Linked DNA regions of Mus musculus: region 1 is linked to region 2. The links are chromatin contacts, called in public HiChIP or PLAC-seq maps. All regions are on one chromosome and are shown on one strand. The core of a region is the stretch at or near the end of the contact, and the rest is flanking DNA. Distances in the headings are between cores, read along the strand shown. Region 1 holds the start of 4930447C04Rik (RIKEN cDNA 4930447C04 gene). Region 2 holds the start of Lrrc9 (leucine rich repeat containing 9).

Region 1 (5,066 bases), core at 1,071-3,570, 480 kb after region 2:
AACATTTGCTTTATTTTCTTTAATACTTTCAAGGCATTCTGAAAAAGGAAATGTTTGTTTTAACTAGAAATCACAAATTAAAAATAAAGAAATATACCAGAAAAATGAAAGTATATGATAATATACCTAAAAGGAGGAGAATCAGAAAATGCAAAGAAAGAGAGACCTGAGAGATAGGCATTTATACTAAAAATCAAAAGACCCACAGCTAGGCTGATTCCTAGATCCAGAAGCTAAAAAGAACAGAGGACTCTAAAAACAAATGTCCCTGACCCTTCATCTTTTACAATAAGGGTTAAAGGGCATTTAAAGCTAATCTATCTCGTGATGCTGTAAATTCATGTAAGCATTTACTCATTAGTAATACTAACAAAGGTGTTTTTGACAAATGTGAAATTCCATCCATTGCACATCAGTTATTAAATACACCAACACATTTGTCACTCATTAAATATAAAAGATACAATTTTTACATTAGAATATTTTTTTTAAATTCATGTGTATGAGTATGTCTAACTGGATACATGTGTACTATGTGTGTCCCTAGTGTCCATGGCACTAGTGTCCATGGAAGGGGCAGTCAGATTCTTTGAAACTGGAACTACAGGAAGTTGTGAATCACCATGTGGATGCTGGAAACTGAACCTGAGTCTTCTACAAGAGCAACAAGTGCTTTTACTTACCGAACCATCTCTCTATCTCTGAAATAATTTATTAATATATTATTTTCTTTTTGATTTCAGAAGAATAACATTTTTAGAATACTAAGGAACACTAATAATAATACTAAAGAATACTAATACTAAAAAGTTAACAGTTCTGTTTTCAAAACTAAAATTAGAACTGAACCATTTTATTTAATTTACCCTGCTATTTTACTTATTATTTTTAAGAATCATTCTTCCTGATAATGTGCCACTTGCCAACCTCTGATTTTTATTATTTCTAGAAAAAAAAAATTCCAATATTTGAAATGACTCTTACTTGAAAGGTAAAAGAGCTTATGTAAGGGACTATTTCTGAGAAATTCTTTACAAAATGATGTTGAATACAAACATTGTTATAATACTGTTTCAATTATTCACTCCTAAAATAAATAGCTCATCATTACTCAAAAGAAAGACCCCCCTCTCATACATACAAGTTGCCCTAAGCAGTTTAATTATGCACTATGCTATATAAGATAAAACCAAAAGACTAAAATATTTATTTCATGCAAAACTACTTACTATTAATTCTTTGAATCGTATCTTCTTTAATACTTATGTCTTGCTCATACTGGAAAACTAAAAATAAACATTTGAGATTTTTCTTCATGGTTAAATGTCAAATGTTAATACAAATTACTATTTCTTCTTTATTTTCATTTTATACCTACCAAATTCCAACAAAAGCCTGTCCAAACTGACAAACAGATTATCATTCATCTTGGACACTGTGTAAAATAAATAATAAAACTTTCAGAAGCCATATATAAAAGAGCATACATAAAGTAAGAACCTTTCTAGTATAGCATTCTTAAAAGGAAAATGTAAGTGGATTAAGACATGGTGAGAAGGGAGTCTCTTCCAATTAGCTGCTGAATTCCCAGCCAGCGCTTCCAGAGCCCAGATAAACAACTGAGTGGATACCCAAAGGGCTCCGCAAGACGGAAAGTTCTAGAAGTTTTCCTTCGTGACTGCTGTTGAGTTTTTGAACGACTAGAACCCAGACATCTAGATTTCTTATGATCTATTCCAAAACTTATGCGTCAACTGTAGGGGAACTCTTAGCGCCCTTCGTGGAAGGGGCTCTAGAGAAATGGTGTAAGTTGACGAGTGACCGCCATGTGTTTTGTTTTCTTTTGCTTTTTAAGGTTTTCCACAGCTCTCAGTCCTAGCCCCGCCCGCCCCAGGCTGGTTTCGCATCCCCACTCCTGCATTCATGCCAGGAATCCGCCCAAGGGCATGGCCCCTTCCGCAGATGCTCCCCTCAGCGGAGGCCCTGGTCCCTGGCGCCAGGCCCTGGCACGTGGCTCTGTGGAGCGCGGCGGCCTCTTCAGACCTGCTGCCTTCTCCTCAGACCCGCTGCCCTCTCCTCAGACCCGCTGCCTCCTCCTCAGACCCGCTGCCTCCTCCTCAGACCCGCCGCCCTCTCCTCAGACCCGCCGCCCTCTCCTCAGACCCGCTGCCTCCTCCTCAGACCCGCCGCCTTCTCCTCAGACCCGCCGCCTTCTCCTCAGACCCGCTGCCTCCTCCTCAGACCCGCTGCCCTCTCCTCAGACCTGCTGCCTCCTCCTCAGACCCGCAGCTTTCTCCTCAGACCGCTCTTCCACCAGCGTCCCCTCCCCTCCCCGGCCCACCTAACAGGTCCCTACGGGTCCCCACGGGTCCCCGGACATCCGCTGGTCCCCGGGTCCCCAGGGCGGGGTTCTGGGAACACCACCAGACCTTCTGAGGTTTAAGAGTCTAAGCCCTTTGGCTGGGGCCTTGAGAGACCCCGCGCACCACGTGGTAGGCCACAGTTCTCGCGAGATCACATTGACGCGGGGTGGGGGGGGGGCGCTCCCCCAGGTGGAGCGGTCAAAAAAATCCCAAAATGGGTGCTGGATGCAGAAAGCGGTGCCAGAAGAAACGGCTGGCGTTCTTTTTTCTTTTGTCTTTTTTGGTTTTTCGAGACAGGGTTTCTCTGTGTAGCCCTGGCTGTCCTGGAACTCACTCTGTAGACCAGGCTGGCCTCGAATTTAGAGATCTGCCTGCCTCTGCCTCCCAAGTGCTGGAATCAAAGGTGTGCGCAACCACGCCCGGCAGGAACGGCTTTCTTCAGGCTAGTTTTCTTCAAACACTACCCTCGCCTCACTAACAAAATGGCTTGAAAATCAGCACTAAAATGGACATTAACACAAGAAAAACAAAATTTCTTTTTAAAACTACTGTCCCTAGGTAATTTATGCATTTGAACTTTGTGTATCCAAAGCGAACATACAGAAGGAAAAAAAAAATTCCCTAAATTGGGTCTATTTTTATTTTTTAATCGACTAGTAATGGGGACTGAACTGATTGAGCTATGCCATTTCTCAGTTCTATGTTTCTAATGGAAATGGTACTATTATCATCCTAACTCATCTCAACAAGTGTTGTCATAAATTAATTAAATTAAAAAAAAAGCATCCAGCATTTTTCTCAAATCTCTCAAATTACGCACACACACACATAATCAATTTTATTATAACCCGTTATATTACTCACTGGTATTAATGATACCAAACCATCAAGGCTAATAAGTTTTGATGATATAAGAGTTTAGAAATTTTATTCTTTTTTCTGTGTATGTGAGAATCTATTTTTCCAGGTTTACCAAAGTGTAACTTACAATTTATTTGTATATATTTACAATTTGTATATAGATACAAATTTGAATATATTTACAGTGTGTAACATAGAAACTTGAACGCATTAATGTATTCGCTGTCTATTGCTAAAATCTACGGACTACTAACTTTGTTCTAATGACATGTGTTTTGGCTCATACTTCCTGAGGTCCAAGGCTGAGGGGCCACATCTGGTGATAACTCTTTCGGCAATAAAGTCCCAACGCAGTGCAAGGCATCACACCACAAGATATCAATCAACCATGTGTACTGGGTCTCTTCTGGTCCCTCATCTTCTTTTTACAATCTATCAACATTCAGTTATGAAGGTCCCATTCTAGTGACTATATCTAATTCTAATCTCGCCCCAAAGTCCCCACTTCTGAACACTAGAGTTAGGGTAAATGCCTACTGCCTTAATATCTCAAAATGGGGATTAAATTCCAGCACCGGAAGCCTTGAGGGAAGCCATCCAAAGTATGCACAAGCCATAATAATTAGGAAAGACTGAAAAGAAATCAATTTATGAGCATACCCACCACCTCATACAATGATCATTTGTGTAGTTGGTGAGGTCACTTAAGACCTACTGTCTTACCAGGTGTCAAGTACAAAATACAGTATTGACTATGGTCACCATGGTGCATACTAGTTTTCCAGAATTTTTTCATCCTGCCTCACTGAAATTACATGCCCTCTGATTAAAACTCCACCCCCCCCATCTCCTATCTCCCCTAATCCTCAGCCACCTCTGAGCTGCCCTCTATTATTGCAACTTCTTTTTTTTTTTTTTCTTATAAAAAACAACATAGCTGGGCAGTGGTGGCACACGTCTGTAATTCCAGCACTTGGGAGGCAGAGGCAGGTGAATTTCTGAGTTCGGGGCCAGCCTGGTCTACAAAGGGAGTTCCAGGACAGCCAGGGCTATACAGAGAAACCCTGTCTCGAAAAAAACAAAACAAAAAAAACAAAAAAAAAACAAAAAACCAAAAACTAACCAAAAAAAAAAAAAAAAAAAAAAAACAAACAAACAAAAAAAAAAACAAACATTTAATTGGGGCTAGCTTACAGGTTCAGAGGCTCAGTCCATTATCATCAAGGTGGGAGCATGGCAGCATCCAGGCTATCATGGCATAGGCAGAGCTGAGAGTTCTATGTCTTCATCCAAAGGTTTATTGCAACTTCTTAAAACACTTTTTGAGATTATATTATAATCACAGCATTTCTCCGTCCCTTTCCTCCCTTCCAACGCTCCCATATTTGTCTCCTTGCTCTCTTTCAAATTCATGCCCCCTCCATTCATTCTTATTACATGTGTATATGTATATAATATCACTTGTATGTATGTTTTCAGGGTAATGATTTCATTCTGGATACTCACGTGGTGTGCTCCTCCCTGGGGAAGACTACTCCTCTCACTCTTAGCATCCCTTAGTTGTAGTCCCCCCCCACCCTCGCCACTGCTGCCACCAACCACCACCCTTGGTCTGCTTAGGCATGTCTCTTGGTGGCATCTTGTTTGGCTCATGTTTGGGCAGTCATTATTAAGATACAAAGTCTCATAGCAAATGCCCATGTCGCTCTTACAGTCTTTCCACCCCCTCTTCCACAATGTTCCCTAAGCCTTGGATGTGGACATGTTTTGTAGATATATGCATTGGAACGGATTGGCTGTGATTTTCTGTAGTGGTCTCTGTTGCAAAGAGAAGTTTCCTTG
Region 2 (4,485 bases), core at 1,439-3,938:
ACCACCAAAGGTTTTTCCTCTGAGCCTGTAAAGGATGCTAACACAAGTCCTGCTGCCAAAGTCAATGAGCTTTTCCTAGAGAAAAAGAGCACTCTTCCCGTCATGGGTGGGTATGAGTCTCCAGTCTGCTTTCTTATACAATCCATAAGGGGGAACTGCCCACAATGCCCTGGGCCCTCCCACATCAATCGTTCATAAGAAGATGCTCAATAGAAAAACTGCTTGCTGTGCAAATGTGAGGACTGGACTTCAAGGCTCAGAACCCAAATAAAAACTTGGTTAGGTCGTGAGTGCTTGCCTGTAATCCCAGCTGGGGAGGGAGGAAAGAGTAGATGTCTGAACCCCACTGGTCAGACAGACAGGCAGACAGACAGACAGACTACCGTAATAGCAGGAGCACTGGCTTCAGCGAGACCCTGTCTCAGGAAACAAGATGGAAGGCTCCTGAAGAATCGTTAGAGTTGGCCTCATCGTATGCGAGCTCTCACATAATCTGTTTTTATATAAAAAGTACAGAGTGCATATTAACACTACCTCTTGCAGGGGAAATCACAACAGATTCGTATACTTCAAAACTAAATAGTGTATTCTGATAACCTCTGTACTCCCATCCCCGAACACTGCATTCTTCCTGTTCTGGTTTGTTTCTAATACTATGATAAGGATCATGACCAAAAAGCAATTTAGATAGCAAAGGGTTTATTTCATCTTATGACTCGATCAGCAAAGAAGAGTCAGGCTGGAAAATCAGAAAAAAAAAAAGGGGGGGGGGTGGAGGGAACCTGTGGGCAGGGCAGGGGCTGAAGCAGATCCATGGAGAAACTCTGTCTACTGGCTCCCTCTCCCTCCATGGCTTTCTGTCTTCTTATACAATCCAGAAACACCTGCCCAAAGGTGGAATTACCGACAGTGGCCTGGGTCCTCCCACATCAATTGTTAATAAGAAGATGCAATACAGGCTTGCCTTCAGGCCAATCTGATGGAGGCATTTGCTCAATTAAGGTTTGGATCAAATCGACAAAACAAGCAAACAAAAAAGATGATTCAAACAAAAAACTAAACCAGCAAACCCCAAAGTGAGAATTTTAATCTAACTGATCTATGATGGAAATTTCTTTAAAGTTTACAAATTGAAACTATCCTCCTATTTAATCTTTATATTCTAAACAAAGGCTTCTTCAAGCATAGGTTATCTTGTTCAACTAGATTTTCAGCGAGATAGTAAAAATAAAACCGGAATCAGATTTCAAACAGACAGACAAAACAAAAAAACAAGCAAGCCAAAAACAAACAAACAAACAAAAAACAAACAAACCTGGCATCGCTTTTACCATAAGCCACAAATAGTTTAATCGGCTTACTTTTGATCTGTTGCTGACAGGAAGGAACAGTGTTCAGTGAAATGAAAATAGAGAGGGAGAATTAATTCACTTCTTCAGTGAATGTGTTTACAGACAGCAAACTCATCGGATGCATCCAACTCTTAAGTTATTAAATAGAAATATTTAGCCGGGCGTGGTGACACATGCTTTTAATCCCAGCACTTGGGAGGCAGAGACAGGCGAATTTCTGAGTTCGAGGCCAGCTTGGTCTACAAAGTGAGTTCCAGGACAGCCAGGGCTACACAGAGAAACTCAAAAAAACAAACAAACAAACAAACAAAAATATAAACAAAAAATAAGAAAGAAAGAAAAACGAAATATTTATAATGTTTAGATTTTCTTGAGAAAGCAATTGAAAGCTAGGCTGAGTGAAGCAGCAGATGCTAGTTTGCAAGAGGACCCGAAGGTCATAAATACTAACACATCCCCACTGAATTATAAAAATGAGTGCAGTGCTGTCAAGAGTTTTGTCAATTTGATACAAAACTAGACACAACGACAGAATCTCAACTGAGGAACTGCCCCTATCAGATTGTCCTGAGAGCATATCTTTTTTTTTTTTTTTTTTTTTTTGATTAATGACTGATAGGAGAGAGCCCAGCCCACTGTGGACAGTGCCTCTCCTGAGCAGGTCGTCCTGGCTTGTATAAGAGAGCCACCTGAACCCCATAGTATTTCTCCACTGCTCCTAGCTGGGCTGACTCCCCTGCTGAAGGACTGTGATCTGATCATATAAAGCCAAATAAACCCTCATCTCAAGTTGCGTCCGGTCATGGTGTTTATTTCTTGCAATAGACAGCAAACAACGACATGCCCGGTCCAAAATAACCTAATGCAAGCCTCCCAAGCAATTATAAATTGTCCTGGTAGCCAGATTTTCAACGTAACAAACAAAACATAACCTTATTTAACTCAGTGCACCCCAAAATAGTTTAACATGTGATCGATACAAAAATCATTAACAAAGTCGTTTCCATTGCATCTCTGCATACCAAGCGTTTAAGTTTTGGTCTATTTTCCTATATACGTCAGTTCAGACTACCGCTTTTAAAGGGCACATACGCGGCTGTGGCTAGTGGCTAACTCTAGTAGACGTTGTGGTTGATTTGGTTTGTTTTATAAGTTCATTGCTTTCTCAGCCAGTCTCCCCCTGTCCTCTTAACTTGTATTCTATCTTGTAAATTATTGCCTCCTGAGAATTTTGGCAAATTAAGACACTCGAAAGCCTGCCTGAGAACTCCTAAAAGACCAGTGGGGGTCGATTGCTTGGAGACGTTCCTGGGCGCGCGGTCTGGCGCTTGCCCTTGGGGGCTCACCGGGCTCTTGGTGGCCTCAGCTGCGCAGCAGCTGGGACCGAGGCCATCAGCGGCGGAAGGGGAACCGTCTTATGACCTCACTGCTCCACGCCATGCTGGGGATCAAGACCAGTTAGTACTGCTGACTTCGAGGCTCCAGGTGTCAAAAACTTTAACTGTGAAAATGCCAGGACCAGGTCCCCACCGCCTAGCCCACAAACTGTCACTGTCCTCGGAAGGAAACAAAGTGAACACCCAAGACTAAGAACTAGGCAGCGACCGGCTGCCACCGCTCCGCGGGAGTCTTAACAAAGGTGGGAGGGGAGGTCTTCCGGAAGGGGGCGGGGGAGGGTCTTCCCTGCTTAAGTTAATTGGTTGTAGTTTGCTACCACGTGATGCAGGCAAGGATGGGCGGCTGATTTCCCCGTCCTCGCCATCCCCTTCCTGACCCAGAGGTCAAGGGAGGCGGAGAGAGGGTTTCCTAGACAACCGCAGTGGGCGGTCAGTACACAGCAGGCCCGGGGCTGGTGTCAGCTGCAGGAAGGGATTTGGGAGGTCGGAGTGCACTCTGACCTGCCTAGGACAGCCCTGGAATCCATCCTCTCTCTGGAATAAGGTACTGAGTATCGGTCTTCTGGTTGCCTCTAGGTGTCCCTCCCCTGTAGGAAGGACTAGGGAGTCACATGGAGGAAATCTCCCAGCAGCACACAGGTCAGGGGACCTATGTGATGGTGCAGTGGGGGTTATAGTAATATTGTGATGGTAGTTATAATAATAAAAAATAATAGTGATACTTCAGAGAAGGATCCTAGGAAAAAGGAAAAAATGATGTGCCCTAGGCTCGGGCAACTACTGGACTGAAAGACTCAAGGGATACTGATCATCTAGAAATAGGAGGGCCTTTATGTGAACCACCAGGGAGAACTGTTGGGTTCTGGCTCCTTTATACTCAAGGGAGAAAACAGTTGGACCACCTAGGGCTTCTGTTGGGCAGAAAGGTGATAGTTTCTTAGATTAAATGCTCACTCAGCTTTGCTGGCAGACAGTTCTTTACGGACCAGTTAGTACTGTGTTACAAATTGCCATGCAGAACAGTGTTTACAGTCATGTTGGGTAGGATGTGTGTGGTATGACAGTTCATTGGAACCATTTGATAAGTTATGTCGTGTCAGCCGTAGTTCCTGTCCTCGGTGAACATGTTAGGAGGAAGGACCTGCAAGTATCACAATACAATGTGACAGACAGTAGCCATGCAGAGGACATGTGCTAACCTTACCCAGTCACATGAAAGAGAATGTTTACAATAAGACCAAAGAGGATGCAAGTCTTCGAAGAAGACTCAAGGCACTCTTTAAGGATATATGGAGTATAGAGTCAAGGACAGAAGATATTTCAAGGAGAGGAAGAAGTATGTGCTGAAGTACAGCCATGCTAGCTATCATAGGACTAGAGTTGTAGCCGGTACTGGAATGTTGAGTGGCTGTTTTGGTTGACCAGGGGCTTAAGAGATTGGCATGAGTCTGAAAATGGTGATTATAAACAATTTCCAAGAGGAGTAGCATAAACAAATATACCCCCGCAAGAGTCTAGCTGCTCCCATGGATTAGAGAATGGGGTAGGTAGTGAGACAAGAGGGGCCACGATGGCAGAGAGTGGAGAGGAAGCATAAGAATTGTGTGTGTGTGTGTGTGTGTGTGTGTGTGTGTGTGTGTGTGTGTGTGTTGGGATGGAGAAGGGATGGGTGGTGGTGTCCTTTAGCACAAGAAGGCATTCATTAAGGGGAAACAACATTGGTTGGAAATACGAGC

What was found. HiChIP or PLAC-seq counts read pairs in DNA pulled down with a chosen protein or histone mark.
Region 1: an H3K4me3 HiChIP or PLAC-seq map of bone marrow-derived macrophages shows a contact between it and region 2, with 9 times the contacts expected there. The contact joins the promoter of 4930447C04Rik here to the promoter of Lrrc9 in region 2. A contact is called at or near these places in 2 of 39 promoter capture datasets (hippocampal neurons and liver), 1 of 484 Hi-C or Micro-C datasets (embryonic stem cells), 1 of 115 datasets of contacts at active chromatin or transcription factors (bone marrow-derived macrophages) and 2 of 9 other capture datasets (adipose tissue and pancreatic islet).

Annotation. Positions count from the first base shown.
Region 1 is chr12:72,915,445-72,920,510 of GRCm38.p6, forward strand. It overlaps 4930447C04Rik (RIKEN cDNA 4930447C04 gene), which reads right to left and starts at 2,321. Exons shown (of 18, transcript NM_029444.2): 1 at 2,264-2,321; 2 at 1,379-1,435; 3 at 1,230-1,286; 4 at 1-38. The coding sequence starts at 1,427.
Region 2 is chr12:72,439,178-72,443,662 of GRCm38.p6, forward strand. Lrrc9 (leucine rich repeat containing 9) reads left to right here and starts at 2,689. Exons shown (of 32, transcript NM_001142728.1): 1 at 2,689-2,991.